Regions from separate parts of the Mus musculus genome. Here all the other regions are linked to region 1. A link is a contact called in public HiChIP or PLAC-seq data. All regions are on one chromosome and are shown on one strand. Each heading gives the region's core, a stretch centred on a gene start, on an enhancer-like site or on the middle of the called end of the contact. The rest is flanking DNA. Distances are from core to core; before and after follow the strand shown.

Region 1 (4,748 bases), core at 1,022-3,521:
AGTTCAGGCAGGGTCGGCCTTTCTATTCTTCAGACCTGGACACACAGGGAATAGATTTGATTAGAAACTGTCTACATTTGATTGTTACCAGGCCAGGGGAACTCATACTGTTGTTCAGAGATAGGAAAATGTGTATCCCAGTGCAGGTAGGGAGTCGAAAGCTCTGAGGGTTTCAGGTGCATTGTTTGGAGAGGGATACACTGCATGGTGTGTGCAGGGGAAAGAAGGCTGCCGAGTGCATCATTACAAGAGCAGAGAATGCAGATAGCCAGCACCAAATGGGGATCCCTGGATACTAAGCTATCTCTCCTGCCTGCCTACCTCCCCATCACTTACGGATTGGTCCTGTCCTGCCTGGAGTCCCTGATCATATTACTACTAGGATCTCTCTCTGGTCTCCCCTTGGTTTCATAGTCCTTGCAATCTCTGTCAAATGAATTCAAATAAGACACACAGAGTGCGGTGTAGAAGATGGGTGGAATTTATTACAAAATGGCAGACCCTCTTAAGGGTGGTAAAGGACAATAGCCAAAGTGTCCACTGCAGAAGAAAACACTCTAAGGGCTGAGAATACACTGCTGATCTACTTTTTTGGTAGATTTTATACTGTTTCTGGAAGTTTCTGGGATGGTTTCCTGAGGCATGCTTCCTGTTCAGGTGATTGACAGGCTCATTTGAATTGACCTTTTCTGGGGGTGGCGGTGGAGGGGGGGGGGTGGCAGTACTAAAGATGGATCCTAAGGCCCCATACAAGCTAGGCAAGTGCTCTACAGACCCAGCCCCTGTTTGAGTTAACTCTTCCCAGAGGGACAATGGCGTGTCTCTGCTGTTTTCCCCAAAGCTTTCTGCTATATAGTCATCGTCTAGACTTCACTGTAGTATCAGAGATACAGCTCATAACCCAGGGGTGGTGGCACAATGCCGTGAGTCCCAGCACTTGAGAGGCAGAAACAGGGAGATCTCTGAGTTCAAGGCCAACCTGATCTACAGAACAAGTTCCAGGACAGGCAGGGAAACCCTGTTTCTAAAAAACAACCAAACAACCAAACAACCAACCAAACAAACAAAAACAAAATTAAAGAAAGAAAGAAACATCAAAACCAACAAAACTCACATTCCATCCTTGAGCAGCCCACAGAGTCCTACTCTTCCAGTTTCTGGGTTTCCAAGTGACTGAAGGAGGGGCCCAGCCTCAGTGACCTTCAAGGCTGCTAACCAACAACGTAAGGACCCCATTTCCTGCGGACACTTGTGCTGCAGAGAGTCTTTCTCTGGAAATCACATACTTAAGAGGTTTGTGGGGAAGAGCATGCATTTAATAAGTAATAATTGACTTACTTCTGCATTTTAATTAATTAAAAGGATTCAGTTGCCAGAGCCTCCAGTCAGCATGGAATAAGATAATTTTAGCCCAAAGCAAGGAAACAAAACACTGGAGCCAAGCTGTGCGGCTTTTGCAGGGTGAATGCATTGGGAGCCCCTCCTCCACTCCTAACCCCAGTATTTGAACACTCTAAATAAGAAAGCCCTGCCCCGAAGAATCTTCTAGCATCAGCAGTGTCACCAAATAGAGCCTAAGGAAAACTCTAAAGTGATATCTGAGGTGGTTCCCAGGGGCAATCCCATCAACATTACAGTCTCAGGAAGCTAGCTGGCAACGGAGAGGGAAGAAGGGAACTGAAGAGGCTTAAAGCAGGAGAGTGTTCAAACTTGATATTCGTGCATAAGTGTGTGCGAGTGTGTGTACTCATGCATATGCATGTATAAATGTGCATGTGTATGCCTGTGTGTCTTCTATTCATGTCTATATGCATGTGTGTGTGCACAAGTCTCTGTGCATCTCTCTGTGTGTGTGCACATGCATGTGTGTGCACATGTATATGTATGCATGTATGTGTATGTATCTGTGTGTATCTGTGGTATTATAACAACTTATTTGGTTATTGATCATCAGTGAGGGACTTTTAGCTATAGACTATAATAATTATATATAATAAATGTCTGTTATATGACAGGCAACTGTATTTAATTTAAACCTGTTCTTCAAAATCCATCTATTAATAGGTTTCATCCCTCACTTTACAAATGAGTAAACTGAGTCTTTTCGTGCATGCGCCACCACTGCCCAGCTGTAAACTGAGTCTTAAATGGTCTCAAGATTAAGTCACTTGTAGGTCAAAGGCCAAACTCCTCTGACTCCCAGGGCTAGTCAGTCTCCAAACAACAAAAGAACTTCTCTCCTGTGCATGAGTCAGTAGCTTGGAATCCTGATTCCAACTCTGCTTGCTGGGATCTTCTGGGAACTTTCAAAAACCACCCAGGCCTGACTCCTACTCCCAGGAACTTCAATTTAAGGATATGGCCACCTCTAAAAGCTCCCAGGGTGGTTTTAACAAGCAGCCAAGGCTAAGCACCACTGGCTTGGAGCAGGGGTGGGGGTGGGGGCAACACCTCTCAAGGCCACCGAGCTCTTTTGCTGTGCCACCTGGCCTGACCATCCCTGGATAAGACTGAGGATGCCCAGGGTTACAGCTTAGTCTGGCTCTGGCTCTGGCTCTGGCTCTGGCTCTGGCTCTGGCTCTGACTCCAGAGTCAAGCCAGAGAACAGGCAACAGTAACAAAAGACCACTGGCAGGAGTGGTGGGAACAGTCACTTGGTAACTTGCTGGTGGTGATGTGTCAAGCCCTCTGTGGTTCATCTCATTCGTTCCTTACACATGTAACAGAGACAGTCTACATTTGTAGAGAAGGACACTGGTGTGCAATCATATCAAGGGGCCATTCGAGGGCCACTCAGCTAGACTGGGTGACCTGTGCTTGGGAGCACTAGCTTCTCTGTCATCCCAGGTCACCCCCAACCTTGTAGCCCTTGAATCACCTCAGGGCTTCCCCTCTGCTTACAGCCTCCACTGCTGGGCACACTGAGTGCCTCTCTGCCCCAGGACAAGTGGGTAGCCATGGTGGGTGGGGTGGGATATTGGATCTCATCTATCCTCTGTGGGGGCAATCCGGTCAGAGCAGGAAGAGAGTGAAACCTTGCTGGGGTGATCCCCAGGTCCCACAGTGCTCAGAGGCAAGGGTAGGGCTGGATGCTGGAGCCTGCCTCTGCACTGACCAATGCTTAATGAGATGCTTGGTACAGGTTAGACACACACCTCTTTCTTCACGGTCAGCCATCTCATATTTGTGGACCTCACTTTCTCACCTGTGACACCCCAACTTGCAGGACTGCTGGGAAGACTGGACTAGTCCAGACACAGCCTGGTTTGGAGTTTTCCTGGCACAGAGTGGACACCCGGCGCCGCAGACACCCCCTTACCCTTCATCCTGGCGCCTGGGCTGGCTGTGAAGTACTTCCCAGCACTGGCTTCCATGGGGGTGGAAACTCTGAGACAGTAATGTCTCTTTGTATTTCCTCAGCAACCAGCCACGCTCCAGAGCTGTTGGCCAGACCCAACTGTTCTCAGTTGGCAGCCTGCAAGAACGACTCGCCCCTCCTCCCAGGGAGATGCCCGGATCAACCTAGCAACCCTCATGTCAGTACTTGCTGGGGTGCACAGTAAGTACTGGGTCTCAACCAGGACTGCACAGCAGAGTTGGACAGAGGATGGGAAACAGGAGAGGGCTTTCAAGTTCTGATGCCCAGGACACCCAGCCGACCCAAAGAAAGCAGGTTCCCACCCGTCACCAGCAGACCTTACAGTTTTTGTTTAAAATACAGGCTCCAAGTGCAGGACACAGCCAGATGCATAGGACTCTGGGGATAGACACCAGGATTTATCTCTTTACCCACTTCCTTGGAGATTACCTTCTTTATCATGTTTCTCCAGTAAACTTTAGGCATCTCTACAGATAAGGATTCAGCGTAAGGCATAAACGGGCTCAGTGGTTGGATGAGAACATGTGCCTGGTCTGCCCAGCAGAAGGAGGAGACTTGCTAGGAGCAGAGCTCTCTCTGAAGGATAGGGAAGATGTTCTAAGAGGTTTTCTAGAGAACACAGCTGCCTGTACAGTCCTTGGAGCAAGCTCCTTGGGTAGGCTTTCAGGGACTGGCTAGAGAGTAAGGTGGGACATATTCATTCCCACTGTCCCCTGTCCCCTGCCTGAGTAATCTGCTGCCCCTAGAGCTGCTGAGCCTCTTGGGTAGACGTGGCAGTCTGTTGAGGCTACCGCAACAAGATGTCACAGGCTACACAGGCATTTATCTCTCATAATTCAAAGGCTGAAAGTCAAGAAAATCAAGATGCCCACAGGCCACATTTAGTCTGATTTCTCCAACAGCTACCTTCTTGTGGTATATCCAGGAGAAGAAGAAAGAGAAGGGCTGAGAAGGAAGTGGCACATAATCACTCTCCCATTGATGTCCTCCTAATCTATAGGAGGAGAGCCTCAGCCTTACAAACTCATTTAGGAAGACTGGCATGCAGCCCCAAGCTTTACAAACCCAGAGTTGGAGGTCAGGGTAGTCTCAAGGTCAGGAGAGAGTAGATGTCAGAGCTGCAAGGGACTTGGGGGTAGGGGGTGGAGTGTTGTGCTGCTCAGGCACCAAGCACGAGTGGAACCAGGACAGGAGGGAGTGAGGAAGTGCAGTAGGTGCCCGGGTGGCAGGCCTCCACCCAGCGTTTCTCAATGGCCTGAGGTGCCCTCAACTCCACTTTCCTTCCTTCCTTCCTTTCTTGTGTGTGTGTGTGTGTGTTTCAACACTCAACTAAGCTGAGCATAGTGGCACACACCTTTAATTTTAGCAT
Region 2 (4,748 bases), core at 707-3,206, 76 kb after region 1:
GTGGGTGAACCAGTTGCTTTGAAAGGCTGGCAGACCGCCCTTAATAAGCTAACCAGACACTCCTGTTGACATTACCAGCACACCAGGCATCTGAGATCTCTCTGGACAGGTCTCTGCTTAGAAAAACTACCTAGAACACGTGCCCTGGCCAAACTGGCCGCATGTGGGTGGACTCTGAGGGACTCTGGGGAGTGACCATCCCCATGTCAGCTGGCAGGTGGAGCAGGGAACTTAAACCCAAGCACACCAGGAACTCTGGCCACAGCTGGGGTCTGGCTCTGTCCAGTATCCATGGCATCTCAACTAGCATGGTGCTTGCTGGTGGAATTGAAAGACTATAGTGTCCAGTGAGGGTTCGTTTGTTTGTTGGTTTTGCCTGGACCTGCTGGCTCTGCTCCTGGGAAGGAAGATCCCAGGAGAGGAGCCAGTTTGTATAGGAAGTCCCAGACCAACCTCAAGAGGCTTAATTTCTCCTTTGGGGGTTCTGGGACCATGTGGCTAAGGGGCTATCCTTTGACTCTCCCCACAATTAATCATTGTAGACTTAGCTGTGGGGGAAATGTGTTCCAGATGCCAGATTGTCCTCTGTCCCTGTGTCTAGTTCTGCCTTTTCTTAAAGGGTTTCACCTCTTACTTATTAAGGGAATGTTTTTAGAGCTTTCTGTCTCTCTCATACGTAGGCTTTTTGTTTTATTTTGAGTCAGGGTTTCTCTATGTAACCCTGGATATCCTGGTACCCCTAGTCATGCTGGCCTTGAATTCACAGAGATCTGCCTGCCTCTGCCTCCCGTGTGCTGTGATCAAAGACGTGTGCCCACTGCACGGCTGTCATATTCTCTCTGTGTATGTATGCATGCATGTATTTAGGAGGCAGGATCACATATAGTCCAGGCCATCTCCAACTTAACTGTGTAACTGAGGAAGACCTTGCACTGATCCTCCAGTCTCTAGTCGTGGGGTTATAAGCCTAAGTCACCCTCTCCAGCCTCCATTTGTTTAAATGTGAGAGAGTTTTCCCTCTATCATGGAAGCCATCAGTAATACAGTAATAGCCTAGACACTCTCTTCCACCAAATGATCCCAGAGAAACAGGAAGTCTCTTCCGTCTCTTCCCAGAAGCTTATGATAATGTTGTAATTTACACACTTCAGCCAGACTCTCTTTACATTTGGATGGGTTTTTAAATAGATAATGACAGCGTGTGGTGTAACATTCAAAAGAAAACAAAAGGATGCTCTGCAGAAAGCAAACAGCTCTCCCTCCCCAGTTCCAAACCTCTCTTCCTCCACCCTAGAGCCAGCCACGGTTCCCATGGCCTCCTGGGTCCTCCAGGCAGAGTCCAGCTTCAAGCTTTGATTTGGTTGGTTTTGTTTTTCATTTTCTTGAGAGAGGGTCTCACTATATCATCAAAGCTAATCTCAAAACTGAGGATTCTCTTTCCCCAGCCTCGGGAGTGCTGGGATTAGAGGCATGTCCCACCAGTGTTCCCTGGACACCAAGGTTTAGCCCGTCCAGTACACTAGTTACAGTTATTTGCTGGGCCAGGAGGGTCAGGGAGCTGCAGTCTTGAGACCAAAACATTGGTCATGTTTTGAGTCCCTTGAGGTTAAACCACCAGTCTCTGTGGAATTTACTGGAAAGAAACTACAGAGAAACAAAAGATTGTTACCAAGTGTTCTATTCAGCTGAGTTGTCCAAGCACCAGATGGATGATGGGATTTCTGGGCTGAGAGAGGTTAGCTTATCAGAGGTCACGTGCCTAGCTGAGCCAGGGCAGGCCCATGCTTCCTGACTGACAGGAACAATAGCTTCCCTGAAGTGAGCCAGGACTGCTAACCTTGGTTCCAAGAGACAAAGCTGTGTCCAGGAGAGGTGTGGCCGGCAGGTGAAACCTAGGCCTGTGGTAGGCTGCTGCTGTTCTGTTCCTGCCTAGCCCGGTCTCATTTGGCTGTAGAGCATTGTTTACTCTGTCCTGGTGTCACTGGGAGCCTCTCTGGTCAGGTCACTTGAGCGTGGACAGCCTGGATTGTGGATGGGGAAATAAATGTCTAAAAGAAGAGGCTTGCCGTGGGAGAAGGCAGAGAGTGTAACCAGCCAACTGTATTTATAGGCAGTCGGGCCAGGAGAGCAGCTAAGGATCCTGGGAACTTCAGTTCCTGGAGCACCAAGTGTGTTTGCATTTGGACACATTTGGTCTTAGTCATTTGTCATGTCTGTGTGATTGCACACAGCTCTAACCCTGTGTTTATAAGCAGTAGTGCATGCTATCTTGTTTCAGACTTCTTTGTTAATTACACATTCTTATGCTCACGTTATTTCAGAACCTATCATATTAATCATCTACTATGTGGGCACATATGGTGATTTACTTAACTATGTGCCTTATTATTACAATTTGGTGTCTTCCTGGTTTTCTCCACCTCAGTTAGGCTAAGGAGCAAGTTTTCATGCATAACACCTCTTCTTTCTTTCTTTCTCTTTATCTATTTATCTATTTCATTTATATGAGTACACTGTAGCTGTCTTCAGACACACCAGAAGAGGGCATCAGATCCCATTACAGATGGTTGTGAGCCACCATGTGGGTGCTGGGAATTGAACTCAGGACCTCTGGAAGAGCAAGCAGCCAATGCTCTTAACCGCTAAGCCATCTCTCCAGCCCCTAGGCCTTTTCTTTATTTGGCATTTTATACCCAGGATAGAGTCTTCGAATTGGGGTGTATAGTTCAGGCCTGTTGTGGTTCACATTGGCAAGCTGATTTCCTCTAGAGTTGTAACCAGTCAGCCTGCACACAGTTGTATGGGGGGTGGGGGTGGGGGACTGCCTCGCACACCCTCTGACAACTGGAATTAGCAGGAACTCGTTTTGCAAATATAATTGCTTTCCATTGCTGTGATAAGCACCAGGACCATGAGGAACTTGGGGAGGAAAGGATTTATTCTGCTTCCACGTCCCGATCACAGTTCATCAGTGAGGGAAAGCAGGGCAGGAGCCAAGGAAGATGGCCTCTCATTGGCTTTCTAAGGCTCACGGTCAGCTACCTTTTTTTATATGTCCAAGGGCTGCCTGCCCAGAGGTGGCACTGCCACAGTGAGCTGCCTTCCCACCCCATCAATCAATAGTTTAGAAAAGGCCCCCATAGATCTGCCTGCAGGGTAACGGGATGGAGGCAGAGCCTCAGTTGAGCTTCTCTCTTGCCAGATGATCCTACCTTGCGTCAGGCTGATCAGCTAATCGGCACAGTGAGCTCACCTGTTGTTTTAATTCACAGGGCATGACAGGATGTGTATAGCCATCTAATGTCCTTTGTGAGACACATGGGCTGTTGATCAGTTCCAGCTGAGGAGTCGTCTCTCTGCCTCACAGAATGTCAGCCCTCTCCTCTACCTTTGATAGAAATGCCCACAGCTCTTGCTACTAGATTCTCAAATGGCTGATGTCACTCACCAGTGTTCTTTAGGAGTGGTAGACACAGGTATTACTTGGTGCTTACCAAATGCACCACATATTGTGTTTGTATATAACATGCATGCAGACTTAGAAAGGTCCCATGCTTTCCCACTGTGGGAGCAGATACCCAGTGAGACTTAATTTAGACTTCTTGGCTGCTAATTCTTTTTTTTGTTTGTTTGTTTTTTTGTTTTTTTGTTTTTTTTTGGAGGCAGACCGGGTCCTTGTGGCATGCATTATATTTTCAGTTGTAGCAGTGTTTAAAGATTGAGCAGTTCCACATAGAAGTCTAGGTTTCTGGCTCTTTTCTTTTCCTTTCCTTTCCTTTCCTTTCCTTTCCTTTCCTTTCCTTTCCTTTCCTTTCCTAGCACCACTGTGAAGATCCAAGGAGTTAAATGTGACAAAACGCTCAGAAGAGTCGTCCATCCCATGCATGCACGCACATGCATGCTTCGTAAGCACAGTTGCTATCATGTCAACTGTGGCATGTATGTTTGCTTCTATTAGACCAGATTCTCTACAAGGCGTGCTTTAGGGTTGTCTCCATTTTGGATAGACGGTTATTAACATCTAGTGGGTAGGGGCCATGATGGGTGTTGAGCATCTGATGTCTAAGACCACGCTATTCCTCCAGCTGCAGAGTATTCTGACCTCAGACCCTGAAGTGTCAGGGTCAAGTACCCTGCTTACATACATGTGTGGCTTCACCGGTCACTCTGGTCTTACCAATGCTTTCAGGGGCTTCCTGGACTTTTGTAGAATTGCCATCATAAAGGGACTTCCTTACTCAGCTGGGGGACAGCGGAGGTGGGGTGGGGTGAGGGGGTAGCTGTGTGAACCCCTTCAGCACATTCACACAGTGTCCTCCTCTGACGTATGACATGTCCAGCTCTGGGTCCCTCAGTCCACCGAGCTCCGATCTTTCCTGAAGCTATCTGTCCTTTATCCTCCTGAAAGCAGCTGCCTAGGCTCTGTGTCGCAGTCATCTTCCAGATATGGTCATGGAGAGCTGCAGAAGTGAAGTCACCTGCACGGGGTCATTTGGGTACAGCTGCAGAGGCTCCCTGTCTCTCACCAGCTGCCTGTTCTGCCCCGGGGCCGAATCAGGCATGCTTCTTTGACTATGGACGTTGAGATGACCTCCTCAGACATGTCTTGTCTCCTGCTGGTCAGAGGCCCAGTTCCTGAGTCCTGTTCCTTCTGCCCATCTTTTTCTGGTCTACTTCCCTCCTGGGTGGTCTCCAATCTCTTGGACATTCACCCACTAGCCCCCTTCCTCACCTCTCACCGCCATGCT
Region 3 (4,748 bases), core at 808-3,307, 74 kb before region 1:
TCAGGGCAAGCAAGCCCACGCAGCTCCCTGTGTGGTCCTCTTTTTTATGACACCCATTGTGAAGGAGTGATTGTTGAGCCCTTGTACTTGATCAAGTTAGTATTTGTGTACTGACGTGGATTAGGTTAAACTTCCCTGTGAGCAGTGAAATGAGTCATTGTGGAGACAACAGCTAAGCTTTGATACTAGCTGGAAAAAGATTGTGGAGAATACAGACTGTACAACCCATGCTCGGTTTTGTATTGTTATCTTTCTAGCCCAAAGCCAGACAAAGTATGTCTCCTTTGCCCCAAGGTAGTATATGGTTCTCCTTTTCCTCAGTTCTAAGTATTTGGGAGAAATGGAGACACTGTTGCCTATGTATTGTATTTGAAATAGTCTCCCTCTGGCATCTCCCTGTTCTATTCTACCTTATAAGGTAAAGGCTCCTAAGAACTGAGATTTGAGGGGAGGGGGGTTGTTTGCTTTGAGAAAGGGTCTCTCTATGTAGCCCAGGCTGGCCTCAAACTCACAGAGATCTGCTACCTCTGCCTCCTGATTTCTGGGATTAAATGGACCCAGTTTCAACACCCCCAATACACACACCATCTGGGACCCATGCAGAACACTGGATCATGGTGGCCCAGTCTTGTAATCCCAGTGATTAGGAAAGAAAGAGAAACCAATACAGACAGACAGACAGACAGACAGAGAGAGATTACACCTCTGCTTTATGAAGTTCAGCTTTATGGTTTAGTACAAGTGATTATGAATGTTAATGAGAGCATGGACTGTAGATTTCTCTTGGGAGTGATTGGCATTAGAGCTCTTCTGTCTCTGTTTCTACAGCAGAAATCTTTCAGAGAGCACACCAGGACTTCAGTGCCGTGAGCACTGACCATTGCCAGGCCTCACTAAGTCTGATGTTTCATCCAGCCCAGACCTAGGAGGCAACCTTAGGAAAGGAAGCTCTACTCCCAGTGGTGAGGTTAAATGTGTCACTACCTCAGGGCCCACTTGAGATAATCTTCTACACACATTGAAAAAAGTGGAGCCTAATGACAAAGGCCTGTGGTGGCAAGTTCAAGGTCAGACCGGCAAGCTAGTAAGACACAGTCTCAGAACAAGTTTTAAAAGGTCAGGAGGAAGGCCCCTTGGTCTTGCAAACTTTATATGCCTCAGAACAGGGGAACGCCAGGGCCAAGAAGTTGGGGCGGGGAGGGCATGGGGGACTTTTGGGATAGCATTGGAAATGTAAATGAAGAAAATACCTAATAAATTTTTTAAAAAATGGAAAAAAAAGAAAAGGTCAGGAGGAGTACAGTTGAGGGGGTTTCCTGCCCAGCATGAGTGGAGCCTCAGGCTCATTGGCTACCTAATTTGTTATGCTTTTTACTTTGTTTTGTGATGTGCTGTGACTTTGTAGTCCAGGCTGTCCTAGAACTCTTTATAGTTTAAGCTAGGCTCTTCCTCACTTGGCCTCTTGCCTCAAAGCCGTCTGAATACTTGGATTACAGGTTTCAGCCATTACACAGAGTTTGCTGCTTTATATTTTAAATATCCCAGAATTCTCTGTCCCTTTTTGGAATAGTCTTCTCCCAGATAACCACATAATTTGCTCCCTCATTTCCTTCAGGGCTTTGCTCACAGTGCCATTTTATCAGAGAAGTCTTCTGTGGCCACCTTACATAAATGGAAACCACCTACCCCGGCTACCTCAGCTTCTTATCTAGATGGTTCCCTGTTCTTTTAATGCTTGCCCCCACTGGGAACGTCACGTATATATTTCTTGTTTCTTGTTCCTAACATTGTTCCCCTTTCCCACATTATATGTGTATAATTTTACCCGACTCAATAAAAGATGATTGTCCCGTGAGAGCAGAGACAGCGTTGCTTTCTCTTCGCCATTTCTCTTTCCTTCCCTAGAATAGTGCTCAATACATAGTAGACACTCAATAAATATTTGTTTAAAGAATAAAAGAATGAACTCATTTTATTTTCAGGCTCTCACAGTTAACAGTATCCCAGGCAGCCAACTGTTAATGTTGGCAAGAATCCAACAGCCAACCACTAAATGCCATAACTGAATTCTTCAGGGCAGCTTGTAATTCCAGTGTTGGTGTGAGCACTTACAGAGTCTGGCTAGATGTCAGTGGGTGGAGACACCCCACCCCCACCACCCCGGAAATGATCAGTCCTGGTAGATGGAAGAGTTTTAAGGAGAAGAACTATCAGAACTTGCTTTACCCCCAAAAGCATTGAAAGCATTCCAAGCATTTTCTGTGTGTTTGAGGAGCTATATCAGAACCAGCAGACTTAACTCTGGGAATGTTTTCTTCCTTCTAAGGCTGTCTTCTGAGTCAGCGTTCTGTCTGGACAGCTGGCCCCTTTAACGGTCCTGGGCTCTGCCCCAGTGAGTACTAAGCAATTAGGAAAATACTGATCTTTCAGTAAAGTAAGACTTCTGATGAGTATAGCCTTGTGGTATTGTTTTTAGTATGCATTTTTTGTTTATTTCGGTTGGTGAGGTTCAGAGAGGGAGGGAAGCAGGAATTTGATGTTAGGTTCATGGCTTCTTTTAAAGAAAACAAGAAAGAATGAGGTATGGACTAGCGAGTTTTGTTCTATGCATGCATGCATGCATGCATAAATACATACATGCATACATGCGTGTAATTAGTAGATGATTCTTTTGTGTTCTGGCTCCCTCCCTCTGCCGTACTAGAGGTTCAGTTTTCAGATGTAGCTAATTCTTTGGAAATGCAGTTCGCAGCAGAGCAGGGTAGTGTGGAAGACAAGGACTGCCTATGGCTACCAGCCCTTGAGTTTGCCCTTGAGAGGGGAGCCATAGAGCACAGACATCCTCATTCTTATGTCAGGACAGGAAGCTGGGCTGCTCACAGGCCCACTCACAGCAGTCTTTGGTTGTGGGCTGTTCCTGTGCAGCATTCACTTCTTGGAGCAACTTGCAAACATGCTCTGGAGAGGGAGAGCCTTTGTCAGAGATAGGGAGGCTAGCAGTAGGCAGCCAGGCAGAAGGTGGCCCAAGGGCGGGGAGCTACAGCGTCTGTCAACATCTGGAAATAAGTGTGTGCTCAAGGTGCTGTTTGTCACTGTTTGCTCATAACACAATGTATTTGTGAGTCTAATTAGTTAGGTTAGACCTAGCAATAATGATTTGAAGCTGCCACATAGAAAGACATCACTTACGTCCTTGTCATGGTTGGGTTGGAGGTAGCCTGCTGCTCCAGGATGTTAGGGAGATACAGAGAACCTTAGGATACTTGACCTCAAAGATCTCTATGAAGGGCCTAAGTTTTATTTTCTACACTTTTAAAAATTGTGACACAGCCGGGCGTGCACTTGAGAGGCAGAGGCAGGCGGATTTCTGAGTTCGAGGCCAGCCTGGTCTACAGAGTGAGTTCCAGGACAGCCAGGGCTACACAGAGAAACCCTGTCTCGAAAACCCTAAAAAAAAAAAAAAAATTGTGACACAAATATTATCTGAGATTTTTCCATGTAAAAGTACTAGGTTTTGATCTGGGTGTATATGTACATGCCTATAATCTTCATACCCAGGAAGGTGAGACAGGAGAATTAACAAGATTAAGATTAAGTCCAGCCTTGGCTACTTAGCAATACCCAGTTTCACACACACACACACACACACACACAGAGTACACTTTAGGAGCTGAGGTATAATTCAATAGCATGGTGTTTCACATGTATAAGGCCCTGGGCTCAATTCTCACTGTCCCTCAAACCTTTAATTTAAAGATGTACAGTTGTGGGGGCTGTTGAGATGGCTCAGAAAGTAAAGGTGTTTGCTGCCAAACCTGATGACCTGAGCTGTCCTCCTCAGGACCCACATAGTAGAAGGAGAGAGCAAACTGGGCAGTGGTGGCACATTCCTTTAATCCCGGCAGAGGCAGGCAGATTTCTGAGTTCCAGGACAGCCAGGACTACACAGAGAAACCCTATTGGGGGGGGGGGGGGGAGAGAAAAAAAAAAGAGAAGGAGGGAACAAATAACCGCAAGTTGCCTTCAGACCTCCATACAAGTGCATGGTATGCATGTACAAAAATAAAATAAATGAAAAGGTTAAAAAAAAAAACACCTTTTAATGTACAGAAAGGGAGGAAGAGAGGCACAGAAACGGTGATGCCACAAATGATGGAGCCTTGATGCACGATCTATTCTTCCCCCATTCCCCTCCACTGTGGGATCAGGGATCACAGGTTTCCGGCTCACATAGCGATTGCTTTTGCTCACTCAGCCATCTCCATGGCCCTGGTTCGTTTTTTAAATATTCTCTCTACAGAATGATATATGTAATTGGATATGTCTTTCCAATTATAAAATAACATATAAAATGTCTCTTTTGTTCCAACAGTACATCCTTTCAGGCTCCGATGACTTCAACTTGTACATGTGGAAGATCCCTGCAGATCCAGAGGCAGGTGGGTGTGTCCCGGGCAGATGTGCCAATCCGCTTGAATGCAGTTCCCTGAGAGAGCACTAGTACAGTTGATGAACATACTTCTTTAAGAATAATGTTTTAAACTTTATTTTATGTGCATGAATGTTTTGCCTGTTTATGAATGTATATGTGTCACATGTGTATCTGGGGCCCTCAAGAGTGTGAGATCCCTTGGAACTGGAGTCGCAGATGGTTGTTAGCCACTATGTGGCTGCTGGGAACCAAACCTGGGTCCTCTGCAAAAGCAACAGGGCTAATGGTGGAACCTTCTCTCCAGCCCCCTATACTT

Evidence for each region. HiChIP or PLAC-seq counts read pairs in DNA pulled down with a chosen protein or histone mark.
Region 2: a contact with region 1 is called in an H3K27ac HiChIP or PLAC-seq map of extraembryonic endoderm stem cells. The contact joins two enhancer-like sites. A contact is called at or near these places in 1 of 39 promoter capture datasets (embryonic stem cells), 1 of 484 Hi-C or Micro-C datasets (muscle stem cells) and 9 of 115 datasets of contacts at active chromatin or transcription factors (double positive thymocytes, embryonic stem cells, epiblast stem cells and 2 more).
Region 3: a contact with region 1 is called in an H3K27ac HiChIP or PLAC-seq map of embryonic fibroblasts, with 17 read pairs. The contact joins two enhancer-like sites. A contact is called at or near these places in 1 of 39 promoter capture datasets (cranial neural crest), 1 of 15 datasets of contacts at CTCF or cohesin (the NIH/3T3 cell line), 3 of 484 Hi-C or Micro-C datasets (CD4 T cells, nephron progenitors and ventricular fibroblasts), 5 of 115 datasets of contacts at active chromatin or transcription factors (double positive thymocytes, embryonic fibroblasts, embryonic stem cells and 2 more) and 3 of 9 other capture datasets (adipose tissue, liver and pancreatic islet).

What each region holds. Positions count from the first base shown.
Region 1 is chr12:80,289,789-80,294,536 of GRCm38.p6, reverse strand. No RefSeq gene overlaps it. Among named protein-coding and RNA genes, the nearest start is that of Gm29952, 21 kb to the right of the region's middle. Within about 2 kb of position 2,271, at least 81 of the 459 cell types and tissues checked have an H3K27ac peak or open chromatin away from gene starts, as enhancers often do. A contact at or near this core is called in the NIH/3T3 cell line, embryonic fibroblasts, extraembryonic endoderm stem cells and 1 more, where this site is marked.
Region 2 is chr12:80,213,724-80,218,471 of GRCm38.p6, reverse strand. All of the region lies in intron 1 of Actn1 (actinin, alpha 1), which reads left to right. Among named protein-coding and RNA genes, the nearest start is that of Actn1, 44 kb to the left of the region's middle. Within about 2 kb of position 1,956, at least 95 of the 459 cell types and tissues checked have an H3K27ac peak or open chromatin away from gene starts, as enhancers often do. A contact at or near this core is called in extraembryonic endoderm stem cells and muscle stem cells, where this site is marked.
Region 3 is chr12:80,363,695-80,368,442 of GRCm38.p6, reverse strand. It overlaps Dcaf5 (DDB1 and CUL4 associated factor 5), which reads left to right. Exons shown (of 9, transcript NM_177267.5): 7 at 4,373-4,439. Among named protein-coding and RNA genes, the nearest start is that of Mir1843a, 26 kb to the left of the region's middle. Within about 2 kb of position 2,057, at least 158 of the 459 cell types and tissues checked have an H3K27ac peak or open chromatin away from gene starts, as enhancers often do. A contact at or near this core is called in the NIH/3T3 cell line and embryonic fibroblasts, where this site is marked.